Regions from separate parts of the Ovis aries genome. Here region 2 is linked to region 1. A link is a contact called in public Hi-C data. All regions are on one chromosome and are shown on one strand. Each heading gives the region's core, a stretch centred on a gene start, on an enhancer-like site or on the middle of the called end of the contact. The rest is flanking DNA. Distances are from core to core; before and after follow the strand shown. Region 1 holds the start of UBALD2 (UBA like domain containing 2). Region 2 overlaps RNF157 (ring finger protein 157).

Region 1 (5,933 bases), core at 2,003-4,502:
GCCCAAGAGAGCAGATGCCTCCTCTTCCTCATCTGGGGCTCGTTCCTTTGCAGGCAACCCCTGTGCAAGCCCCAGTGCCTTTCATGGCTCTTTGTGAGCCCCACTGAGGCAACACTACAACATTAAGGAAGGTAGTGTGGTGTAATGGTTAACTACAAGGTTCTGGAACTACACCGGCCAATGCTTCACTCCAGCGTTTACTACTGTGACCTTAGGTAAGCTCCTCCCCTCCTCTGTGCCTTAATTGCCTCGCTTGTGGAATGGGATTCTGGATTGTCGTGGACTGAAATGAGTTAACAGACAGTAAACTCTTTGAAAGACTTCCTTGGTGGCTCAGCGGTAAAGAATCTGCCTGCCAATGCACGAGACTTGGGTTTGATCCCTGGGTCAGGAAGATCTGGAAAAGGAAATGGCAACTCACTCCACTATTCTTGCCTGGGAAATTCCATGGATTGAGGAATATGGTGGGCTAGTCCACTGGGTCTCAAAATGCTGCACGCCACTGAGCAACTAAACGACAGTAAACTCTTCAAAAGATGCCTGGGTCGCCAGAAATGCTTGGTTAATTGCAACTGTGACGATCCAGCTATTTATTGTTGCCTGTCTCTCCACCAACTCAGTGACTTGCATTCCCAACATCCTTGTTATCTGGACCCCGTCCCACCTCCCCCGCCCCCGAGGAAATACTGGCTAAGACTGTTTCTCCTAGTTGTATCGTGGCTCTTTCTGTAGCCTAGACCATTGGTGTAACAAGGATTTTGTTCCTTCTGAGACTACTACTGTGCTTTATTCGTTATTAATGGGCATGTTTTTATTGCTCTGTTTTGCCTGCTGCACATTGTCCTCTCAGATGAAAATAATAATACCTTCAGTTAATAACACCTTGCACTTGGGGAGCTGCTTTCATCCCAACAGCTCAAAGCCCTCTACAAACATGACCTCATTCATTTTCCCTGTGCTCCCAGGAGGGGGGCACTCCTGTTTCCCAGCCTGAGAAGGGAAAGCCCTACTCCTATTCATTGCCAAACAGATTCTCAGAAGCCAAAGTATTGATTAAACATTTCCACTACTCACAGCTACAAATCAGAGGCAGAATTCTGTTGCTCTCTATGCCCAAGTTGACTTTATGTCCACAGCAGATAACCAGAATGGCTCGGGGGCCTGGTCTTCCATGCCTCTCCTGGGTGTCTATAGCTGTCCCCTGTAAATGGTAAACATTAAAGAAAGCTTCAGAACAGACCGCATTGATATCCAAGAGAAAATAGCTTTGGCAATTTTGGTGTTTTCAGGACCTTTGTCTTCCTGGAAAGGGCAACCATTCCAGCATTCTAGCCTGGAAAATCCCATGGACAAAAGAACCTAGAGGGCTACAGTCCATAGGGTCACAAAGAGTCTGACACAACTTAGCTACTGAACAAAACAAAACAAAAGGGCTCCTGGAACTTCCCTGGTGGTCCAGTGGTTAAGACTCCGCGTTTCCACTGCAAGGGGCACAGGTTTGATCCCTGGTTGGGGAACTAAGGTCCCACATGCTGCAAGGCATAGTCAAAACAAACAAACAGTCATAAGGGTTCCTGTAGCCTGAAATGCCTCTGCCCAGTTCAATCCTACTACTCATGGCCCTGGCATGCTGGACACCTGTATGTACTTGTGAAAACTAGAGCCGCACAGTGACAGTACTTCCTTGTTCTGAGGCTGCTTGTGGCCCAGGCTCCCTGGCAAATGGCAAATGCTGGCTGCTCACTTTTGTTTTCACCTTGCAATTACTGGAAGGGAAGGGCTGCAAGCTGTACTTGACTCTTCAGCCACACTCCAGGTCTCAGCCCGTGCAAACTTGGAGGTAGCTAAGGGCAACAGAAATGGGCCTGGGCAGGCAAAAAGCTGACTCCTGCTCCTTCAAAACAAACAAACAAAGGGACTAACTAAATGGGACAAACTCATGATAGTGCCCGAAGCTGTTTTTCGTCAGTACATAAACATTGGGTGTAACTTTTTCTTTATTTATATTCTTTTTTTTTTTTCTTTAATATGGTTAGGTTTTCTTAGATGGAGAGTTAAATCCACTTCAGGCAAAGTCAAAATAGATAGAACCATGGCTTCCTTTCTTTTAGCCTCCTGTTCTGAAGACTCTTAATTAATTATAATGTTCTCTTTGATTGATATTTTAGATCCAGAACTTACAAAGTTTTTGAGAAACAGAAATTCTCACAGTGAATTCCTAGCAATGTTTATTTACCTTTCTAAACTCTCTGGCCTGTCTTCAATCTGCTTAAACTCCTAGTTCTTTCCCCATCCTGACAATGCCCAAACACAAAACTTGAAGGTTATATCTAATTCAGAAGATGGAAGCTCAGTGTATATAAATAAACTTTGTTTTTAAATGTCTAGAGTTGAGAGCCAGTACCTGTATAGAAACAAATTAAAGTTTCAGTTAGGTCAATTAATTTATGGAAAAACTTTTTTTTTTTTTTTAGTTTTCAATATTGGTGTCTGAGACAGTCTCATTTTCTCCTTTCCATTATATTTAATGTACATTAACATTAGTTTACATCTTCAGAAAGCCAAGTTTTTGGCCTAAAAACGTAGGGAAAGGCTGTTGGGCTTTTGGGGTGTGTTGGAGTAGAAGGAGACATGAAGAGATTACATTATACTTCAATAAAAAGCCAAAAAAAAAAAAAAGTAGAGCGGCTTGAAAGTTTAAAAAAATAAACAATTTTGAGAGTTGAGCAGCTTCAAAGACTCTGTTTCCTATTTTGATCACTGTGTTTCTCGAGATGACCACATCTTTCAGAGGAAGTGAGTCAAAGCCACTCTGTCTTGCTTTTCCAGCTGAGCATGTTCAGTTTCAATGAAGTAATGAATGAACTTGGCCGCACCACCCCCCAAGACTACAACAGCAAATAGAGGAGCCTCAGCCAATCAGCTGGCACTCAAGGTTTTCAAGTTGAGTTCAAACAGACTCACGGGAGACCAATCAGATGGCGCGGCTCCGCCCCAAACGCCGGGTCGGGGCCAATCAGGAGCCCAGGCGAGCCAAAACACAGCGTCTGGCCAATGCCCGGGAGCCCCACAGCGCCGACGTCCGCCAATGGGCGCGGCCAGGCAAAAAGAGAAACAGTGCGGGCCCGCAGGCCGCAGGATTCGAATCGAACGTCCGCACGGGAACCGGGCCCCGGCCGAGCGGAGCGGGCCAATCAGCGGCGGCGGCTCTCGGCCCCCGAACGTTGGGACACGCGGCCCCGCCCCGCGCTGTTGTTTGTGGTGTCGGCCGGCAGCGCGAGTCGGACAACAACACTCGCCAGGCGGGCGGCGCGGCGGCCGAGGGTCCGGAGGCCGCGGGCGGCGGCGGCGAGCGCGAGCGGAGGGCAGCCGGCCTCCCGCGGCCGCCGAGCCCGGGAGTGCTCGCCGGTCGGAGCCATGTCGGTGAACATGGATGAGCTGCGGCACCAGGTCATGATCAACCAGTTCGTGCTGGCCGCGGGCTGCGCGGCCGACCAGGCGAAGCAGCTGCTGCAGGCGGCCCACTGGCAGTTCGAGGTGCGTGTGGGCCGAGAACCAGCGCTCCCGGGCAGTCCCGCTCGCTGGCCACCGGCGCTGGGGTCGGGGTGCAGGCCGGGGCGCCCGGCCGCGCGTCGCGGAGGGAGAGGGGGCAGGGAAGCTCTATGTATATCGCCTGGTCCGGCGATCGGCGCCCGCGTGGGGCGTGGGGCCCTGCCGCCTGGGACCCTCGCGGGGCCTGGGGGACGCCCCCTCCGAGCGACGTGTGTCTGCGGGCCAAAGGGTCGGACCCGGAGGCCCGGGAGCGCAGCGCCACGGACACCGCGGAGGGTCCCGGCCGGTGGGGCGGGTGGGCTTCGACCCCCGTTAACCGCCACCATGCCGCTGTGTTTGTCCGCAGACCGCCCTGAGCACGTTTTTCCAAGAAACCAACATTCCCAACGGCCACCACCACCACCAGATGGTAAGTGTGGCCGGGCGCGGCGGGCGGGAGGGCCGGCCTCGCCGCTACCGCGGCGCACCCGGGGCGGCCGGGGGCGCAGCGCACCGGAGCGGCCGAGCGCGCGGGCCGGGGGCCGCTGTCAGGCGCCGGCGGTGACAGCCATGTTGCCGGGGAGCGCCGCGCCGCGTTGTAAACAAAGAGCCAAAATGTCTTCCAGGAAAGAGCGGCTCCCGGGGCCGGCCGGCTCGCCCAACTTTGCGGTCAGGTCTCCGGGGCCACTATGGCTCGACCTGAGGCCTTGTGCCCCGGCGATCTTCCTAGGCCAGGGGCCAGGAGGGTGGCTGGAGGAGTAGCCAGGAGGCAGGTATGGGGAGGGGGCTCGGAGGATAAGTAGATATCCCGGGAGGGGGAAACGGAGGGCGGGAGCGATGGGCCCCCCCCCCAACCCCACGGGGACTGGGACCTGGGGGTGTCTGTTTATGGAGCACCATTTCTTGCTCTTGAGTGGCAGCAACCCCCCCTTCTTCCAAACAGCCCAGCTCTACGGGGAACAGGAAAGGGACAAGTCCATTCTGGCCTGGGAGCTGGGCTCTTCCCAGGTAGTTAGGTCCACTCTTTCCTGTTCATGGGAAAAGACCTAACCCTGAGCCGCCTGAAAGACTTACAGGTTTTTGACTAGATAAGCCAAGAATGCGTTTAATCTCTATAGGTGAAGGCGTATAAAGCACAGGAAACAGAAGTGGTTCAGGCCTGGATTTGCTTTCTTCTCTTTTCCAAGTTGGCCCCAGGCCTGGGCCTTTGCCCTCCTGGCCATAAGGCATCCTGCTCTCCACTGGGCACAGGACATCCCTTCACTTCAGAGGTTTGACTGCCTCCTCCTCCCCCTCTAGTTACCAGTTTGCCCTGCTGGGGAGGAGGGCCCCCCGATCGGGATCGTAAAACACACTCCGGATCTATTGCGGCTTCTGCAGTGTATTTTTTGCCATTTCTCACGCTCAGTGTACTTGCCCACAGCTCCCTTCTCAGAGTGGCCGTTTGCCTGGAGAAGCTGCCAGGAGCTCCTCTGCTGTGTCTTGTTCTTGATGCCATGTATTCATCTAGTTACAAAGGACAAGTGGTGGTGGGGGGTCTGTTTTGACCCCTTTAACCAGCTTTTCTCTTGGAATGGCCTGTTGTGTATAAATCAAAAAACAAAACTGCCCTGGAGTATGATGAGAATTATGCTGGCGGCAGGATTGGCAGTTGAAGCCAGGCTCTTGGTAAAACCAAGAGGGGTTCATCTCCATGGGGGCCTCCACCTGCACCTGACTGAGGGGAAGCTGCCTCCGTGTCCTCTCAAAGGGGGCCTCAAGGTTTGTTCCATCAACTGGTCATTTCAAAAGGCCCAGGCTTCCGGCTCAGCGGCTCTGGGCTGCCTTCAACAGAGAGGCTCGCCTGTGAGAGCCGGGACTGGTGATCCTTTTAGGTTCTGTTACTCTTTCCCTGCAAATCCCCAGGGTTTGTAATCCTTTTGAAGCTTCCCTTGAGGCCTGTTGCTGGTTTTGATCGTTGTCTCCCATGAGTGTACCATGTATTGAGTACCTCACCAGCACCTGAACGAACACCATCCCTGCCCTCTTGGAGCTGGTCATTTTTTTAACAGATAATAAATCAAAGGAAAATGTTACGTAAAAATACCAGAAGTGCCCCAGGCCATGAGTTACTGATAAATAGTCCGGTAGATTACTGGACATCAACAGTTGGAGGCATCTTCCCAGATGAGAGGGGGATGGGCTCCCAGGTTAGATTTGGAAGGGCTAGGAAGAGGAGAAAAACACTGGCCAGGAAACAGTGGCTGTTCAGAGGGGGCAGCGGGCGCTGGGTGTGCTTGAGAGCTGGGAAGCGCTCTCCGTAACTGTTAGGTAGAGCTGGACTTGCACAGGACTTGGTCCAAACCCCTGGCTTTATAGAAGCAGAGAGAAGCTCCAGAGAGGTTAAGGAAGCTGCCTGAGCT
Region 2 (5,933 bases), core at 2,451-4,950, 64 kb before region 1:
TGGTGGTCTATTGGCTAAGACTCCATGCTCCCAATGCCAGGGTTCTAGGTTCAATCCCTGGTCATGGAACTAGATCCCACATGCTGCAACTAAAGATCCAACGTGCCACAATGAAGACGGGGCCTACTTTAATCAATTCCACATTATTCAATGTTTCCAGTTAGGGTTTTACTTTTTTTTTTTTTTAATGTTACGGTGAATGCCTTGTCCCTACATTTCTGCGTGCCTGCTTGATTATTTCCTTAGGACAAATTCCTAGAAGTGGAATTACTGGATCAAAGAGTAAGCATATTTTTAAGACTCTTAAAACTATGTTGCCAAATAGTTCTCCAGAAAGCTAATTTCAACGTTGCTCTCCTGCATGCAGCGTATCAGGAGGCTTTTATATAGGGAAGCTGAAATCCTGGTTCAGACCCCATCTGTGGCCCATTTCTCCACCCCACCCCTGACCATTTTGCTGGGCTGTCACACTAAAGGAATTTAAAACAATTCTTAAATAAGCTTAAGCAAAAAGTAATTAGGCAGGAAATCCCGACACAAATGCTTGTCTATTCTAAAGCCAAAATAAATGACTTTGGGATTAAAATTTTTTTCTGGAGTAGTGAAGTTAATCATATTTATTTGCACGGGTACTTGAGAGTTGCCCGTAACTCCTACCTGAGTTTAAAAAAAAAAAAATTAGAGGTTCTCCCTTCACTCTTTGCCCCTTCTCCACATCCTCCCCACAAAGAGGAAAAACAAAAGGAAAGGGTGGGGGGAAAGCTAGTGTTCCTCATCTCCCATTTAGAATGTTACATTTGATGATAACTGGCAATGGAACGCAAATTATTCAGCGCTCAAGGAAAGGCATTGTGGGATCAACTGTTTATACAGACAAACTATCCTTCATGGTGGGCTTCCCTGGTAGCTCAGTGGTAAAGAACCTGCTTGCCGATGCAGGAGACTCAGGTTCAATCCCTGAGTCGGGAAGGTTCCCTAGAGAAGGGAATGGCTATCCACTCCAACATTCTTGCTTGAGGACAGAGGAGCCTGGCAGGCTACAGTCCATGGGGTGGCAAGGAGTTGGACATGAGTGAGTAACTAAACACATACGCATACAGCCTTTCTAGTATAATAAATCCATGCTTACATTTTAGCTCTTTATCTCTCTCTCCCCCACCACAAAAGAAAACCACTGAAAATCTCTTTAGGAGAAACTAACCCGGTTTGTAGGCTCCTACCTACCAAAGCTTCTGCCTTAGCAGCCTTTCATTAACCCAATCAGAGTCTTATCTGCAACCCTCAGTGCTGGGTGTAAAGAGACACTTCAAGTGGAAAAGACAATGTCCTGCTCTTTCAGGAAGCAGCATTATAAGGAAGATGATACTGCTACACAAATAACCGGAACGTTAAGCAGAGAAAAGCCAAACAAAAGGGCAGCGATAAGGAAGTGACTGTTTCTGGCTGAGGTAATATGGAACGGCTTCACGGAGAAGGTGGTATAGCACTCAGCCAGAGGACCTCTTTCAGTGAGTCCCCAGGGGTTGCTGATGAAGGCTTTGTGTGAACACAAAGCAAGTTCCTCCTTGGCCTTTTATTCTGGTGTTCATCAGTTTCCTTGTACATTTTTCTTACACCAGCCAGGCGCCACCTGGTGACCGAATGTGGAATTGCCAGCTTACAGAGATCTGATTCGGATATGAACGTGTGTGTACATGTTCATCCCTGAATATTCACTGGAAGGACTGATGCTGAAGCTGAGGCTCCAATACTGTGGCCACCTGATGCCAAGAGCTGACTCTTTGGAAAAGACCCTGATGCTGGGAAAGACAGGGCAGGAGGAGAAGGGGGTGACAGGGGATGAGATGGTTGGATGGCATCATTGACTCAACAGACATGAATTTGAGCAACCTCAGGGAGACAGTGAAGGACACGGAAGCCTGGTGTGCTGCAGTTCATGGGGTCACAGAGAGTCAGACACGACTAAGCAACTGAACAACAACAACACATATGTATATATTTATACACACACATATGTGTATGTGTGTATCAGCCATGTATCCTAGATTTTCTAGCCATCCTAATTTCAAATATTTTGTTAAACTACCCCCTACTTTTGCAAATTTTTGTTGTAAAAAAATATGGTCCCAGTGCATACGAGATTACTGAACGTCTTACTTCAGTTGTAAATTATTGGGCGATTCCCAGTAGTCTGTAAAAGGGACTATAATCCAGTCATAAAAATGAATAATTAATTTCAATAAAAAGGATTTTTAAAGGTACACAATTTGCTAACATTTGCCATTAACTTTGGGCCTGACCACATACCCACAGAGAAGCCTGGATATGGTCTGCAGGAGATCACTCAGTGGCTCCTGGGTCCTTCAGACTTGTCCCCACCACTTTTAAAAAACTGCCTATTATTTTTGGCTGCGCTGTGTCTTCGTTGCGGCGCCTAGGAGTTTTGGTGCACGGGCTTAGTTGCCCTGTGGCATGTGGGATCTTAGTTCCCAGACCTGAATCCCCTCCATTGGCAAGCGGATTCTTAACCATAGGACCACCAGGGGGGTCCCCCCCACCCCCCCGCTCCAATCACTTGTTGAAACACTTGCTTACTTTCTGGCATAGAATGATACTCCAGGTTCACCTTCTGTTTTTCTGTCCCCTTCCTCGAACCTATCATGTCTCCAAGGAGCCCTGGTTCCTTTCTAGAGAAGTCTATCTCAGCCCATCATGTATTCACTAATCTTTTATTGATGGAACACCTGCTCTATCTCCGGTTTTCACTCTTACGAACAATCCTGCAATACACATTCCCTGAAAGGAAACTTAATAGGAAAGAAGGGAGAGGGACACAGAAGAAAAACAAAGGAATACAAGCTAACGCAGTTTTTTCACTTACGAAGCAAAAAGCCCCGAATGCCAAAAATCTGCTTCTGAAGAGAAAGGAGATTATTTTTGGACAAACTATGATGAAAATAGAAAAGTACTGATTGTATACATAGCAGACACGTAACACTTGTGTCAGAGAATCAAATAATAGTCAATATGGAAATCAACATCTGGGATCATATGAATAGCTCATTTACAGCACTCTTTTACATAAGTGCTTGCTTTTATAGATTTTAGGACTTTTCTATTTAAATTTCAGTTCCTTTTTATTTGATGTTTGGTTATTTTCTCAGCCTTCTCTACTTCCCCTCTTCTCAGTTACACAGTGTGTCCAAAACTTTACCAGTGGATATTTTTAGACTGGTGATATTTCAGAACATTTTCTTAAGATCTGTGTTGGGGAGAACAGTTTACTCTGGTTGAAAGCTGTGAAATGAATACAAATTTCCCTATTTAACCAGCTGCAGCCCTGGGACAGGCTGTATTGTGCCTGCTGTCCACCAGAACGTCAATGAGCTATATTTACAGCAGTAAAACCCCTTTACATTAATTTTCCATCCAATCCTCGTGGGGAATCAATCACTTGTGTAGAAAGACTGGTAACCACAAAGCTGACAAGATGTGAGAAGACATCCTTTCCACTCAAATTGAAGATGTGAGGGAGACACCAAGAGGGGGTCACAAGATGACCTTTACTCAAAGATGCTCTGTGTTCAGGTCTGGTTACCAAAGGAATCCATCCAAGATGGCAGTCTATTTATAATCTGTTAACTCTTCCGCCAGGCCCCCTGGCCAGGGGCACACAGGACCAATGTCCTGGCTACATGATACTGCCTCTAAGGTTGACCTTTCCAAAATACTTAAGCCCTACTATGGGTATGCCCAATAACCCAGTTCTCTCTTAACAGGTGATGAAAGATTCACTGCAGAGAAAAGCACCCATCACAAAATCGCCCAGGTCTCCATTAACAACCATCACAGACCCATTTTCTTCCTCTATTATGATTTGGGTCACATTGCTCAGGAGTACTCAGACCAGGCAATGGGTTCTGTATACTCTGATATCAAATGCGTGGTTTTGATCACAAGTGAAACCTACTTGACTTCTGGTTCCTGACTTCTAGATACAGAGGGTTCTGCCTGACACCAGTTAATTTTAAGGAGCATTAAAAGGGAAAAAAGGGGCTTTTAGTAAAGCAGACACCGTTATCTTTTCCCTCCAGTTAAGTTGGTAAATAATGACTAATCGTCAGAGCATTCTATTATAGATGCCTGACTTTCAGATTTCATCTAGTCAGGAGACTGGTAACCTAGCCCACAAACAAGAATTCACTTTTAAATAAGAGATTTCAAGATGTCTAATCCTGTATGTAAAGAATGTGCCCAGAAAGATAAGCACCAGCATCAGCCAAAATAGGCATTTTAAAATATACAATATATTTTTTCCCCAAAGAAGCATATGAATGTTTTTTATTTTTTAATATGAATGTTCTAATGCCACCAAGTTTAGTTTTCCAGTCTTTTTTTTTTTTTTAAACACAGAGGCATTTTCAACAGGCCAATTATTAAGGAGGCCAAGTGGACTAAAGTCTTCCCCAGTCTATATTTCAAAAACTAAAAACTGGGACTTCCCTGGTGGTCCAGTGGCTAAGACTCCCCACTCCCAATGCGGGGGGCCTGGGTTCAATACCTGGTCAGGGAATTATATCCCACACGCTGCAATGAAGACAGAAGATCCCGTGTGCTGCAACCAAGACCTGGTACAGACAAGTAAATAAATATTTAAAAACCTAAACTAAAAACTAAGTTGATGTTCAAGTTGAAAAACTCCAAGCTGCCCACCTGTGCCCTTCCTGAAGTATACTGACTGTAAACTACCTATGTAAGATTCAAGATCAATTACAAGTTTCAAGTCTCCATCTCTCAAATTGCTAGAAGGGAAATATGCTCTGAGGTTGGCTATTGTGTACGGCCATACCACCCTGAATGGGCTTGATCACATCTGAAGTCTGCTGTGTTAGAAATCCCAGCTTTTCAGGGACTTCCCTGGTGGTCCAGCAGTTAAGACTTGGCCTTCCAATGCAGGAGGTGGGGGTTTGATCCCTTGTCAGGAAGCTATCCCACATGCCTCGTGGCTAAAAAACCAAAACAATGAAACAGAAGCAATACTGCAACCAATTCAAAAGACTTTGAAAAGAATGGTCCACATTTTTAAAAATCTTGGGAAAAAAAAGGAATCTCGGCTCCAGTAAAAGAATAACAGTATGAAATACAGAAACAGTTAAGTTTATACAGATTTCTAAGCCAATTCCCTGGTAGCTTAGTCGGTAAAGATTCTGCTTGCAATGCAGGAGTCCGGGTTCGATCCCTGGATTGGGAATATCCTCTGGAGAAGGAAATGGCAACCCACTCCAGTATTCTTGCCTGGAGAATCCCATGGACAGAGGAGCCTGACGGACTACAGTCCATGGGGTCGCAAGAGTCAGATACGACTTAGTGACTAAATCACCACCAAGTCAATCAAATACAGAATTCTAAGCCCAGGTGAGGTCTGTTATCTTGGCTAAACTACATATTTGCAGATACAGCCTCAGGCTTAGGAAGAAGGCCATTAGTGACTCAAAAACTCTAATGAGATTTTATTTTGTTTAGTCACTCATGAGATATGGAAATCCCATATAATTAGAACAAAACAGCATAAAATAAAAGCCTATAGCATATGTCTGATAGTTTTCATTTCTAAATTGTTAATATTAAGATCTGTAATTTGTAGCTAATTTAACAAGGCACCATCTGCTTCATTTTGTCTTGCTAAGCCTCTAGAAGTTTTGAGAGCTCTGATTATTCTTCAGTCACTCCTTAATAACAGTGATTAGCCAAGGCTATGTAAATCAACTGAACTACTTTCTCTGGTTTATATATTAGATACATTGTATTGAAGCCTGCTGCTGCTGCTGCTAGGTCGCTTTAGTCGTGTCCGACTCTGTGTGACCCCACAGACGGCAGCCCACCAGGCTCCACTGTCCCTGGGATTCTCCAAGCAAGAATACTGGAGTGGGTTG

What was found. A called contact is a pair of places that touch in the nucleus more often than the background predicts.
Region 2: a contact with region 1 is called in a Hi-C map of muscle, with 3 times the contacts expected there. The contact joins the enhancer-like site here to the promoter of UBALD2 in region 1. A contact is called at or near these places in 7 of 16 Hi-C or Micro-C datasets (blood, hypothalamus, liver and 1 more).

The regions. Positions count from the first base shown.
Region 1 is chr11:54,787,416-54,793,348 of ARS-UI_Ramb_v3.0, reverse strand. It overlaps UBALD2 (UBA like domain containing 2), which reads left to right and starts at 3,252. Exons shown (of 3, transcript XM_027974119.3): 1 at 3,252-3,537; 2 at 3,899-3,961. The coding sequence starts at 3,418.
Region 2 is chr11:54,851,733-54,857,665 of ARS-UI_Ramb_v3.0, reverse strand. The region is part of intron 2 of RNF157 (ring finger protein 157); the gene reads right to left. Among named protein-coding and RNA genes, the nearest start is that of FOXJ1, 33 kb to the left of the region's middle. Within about 2 kb of position 3,700, at least 4 of the 54 cell types and tissues checked have an H3K27ac peak or open chromatin away from gene starts, as enhancers often do. A contact at or near this core is called in muscle, where this site is marked.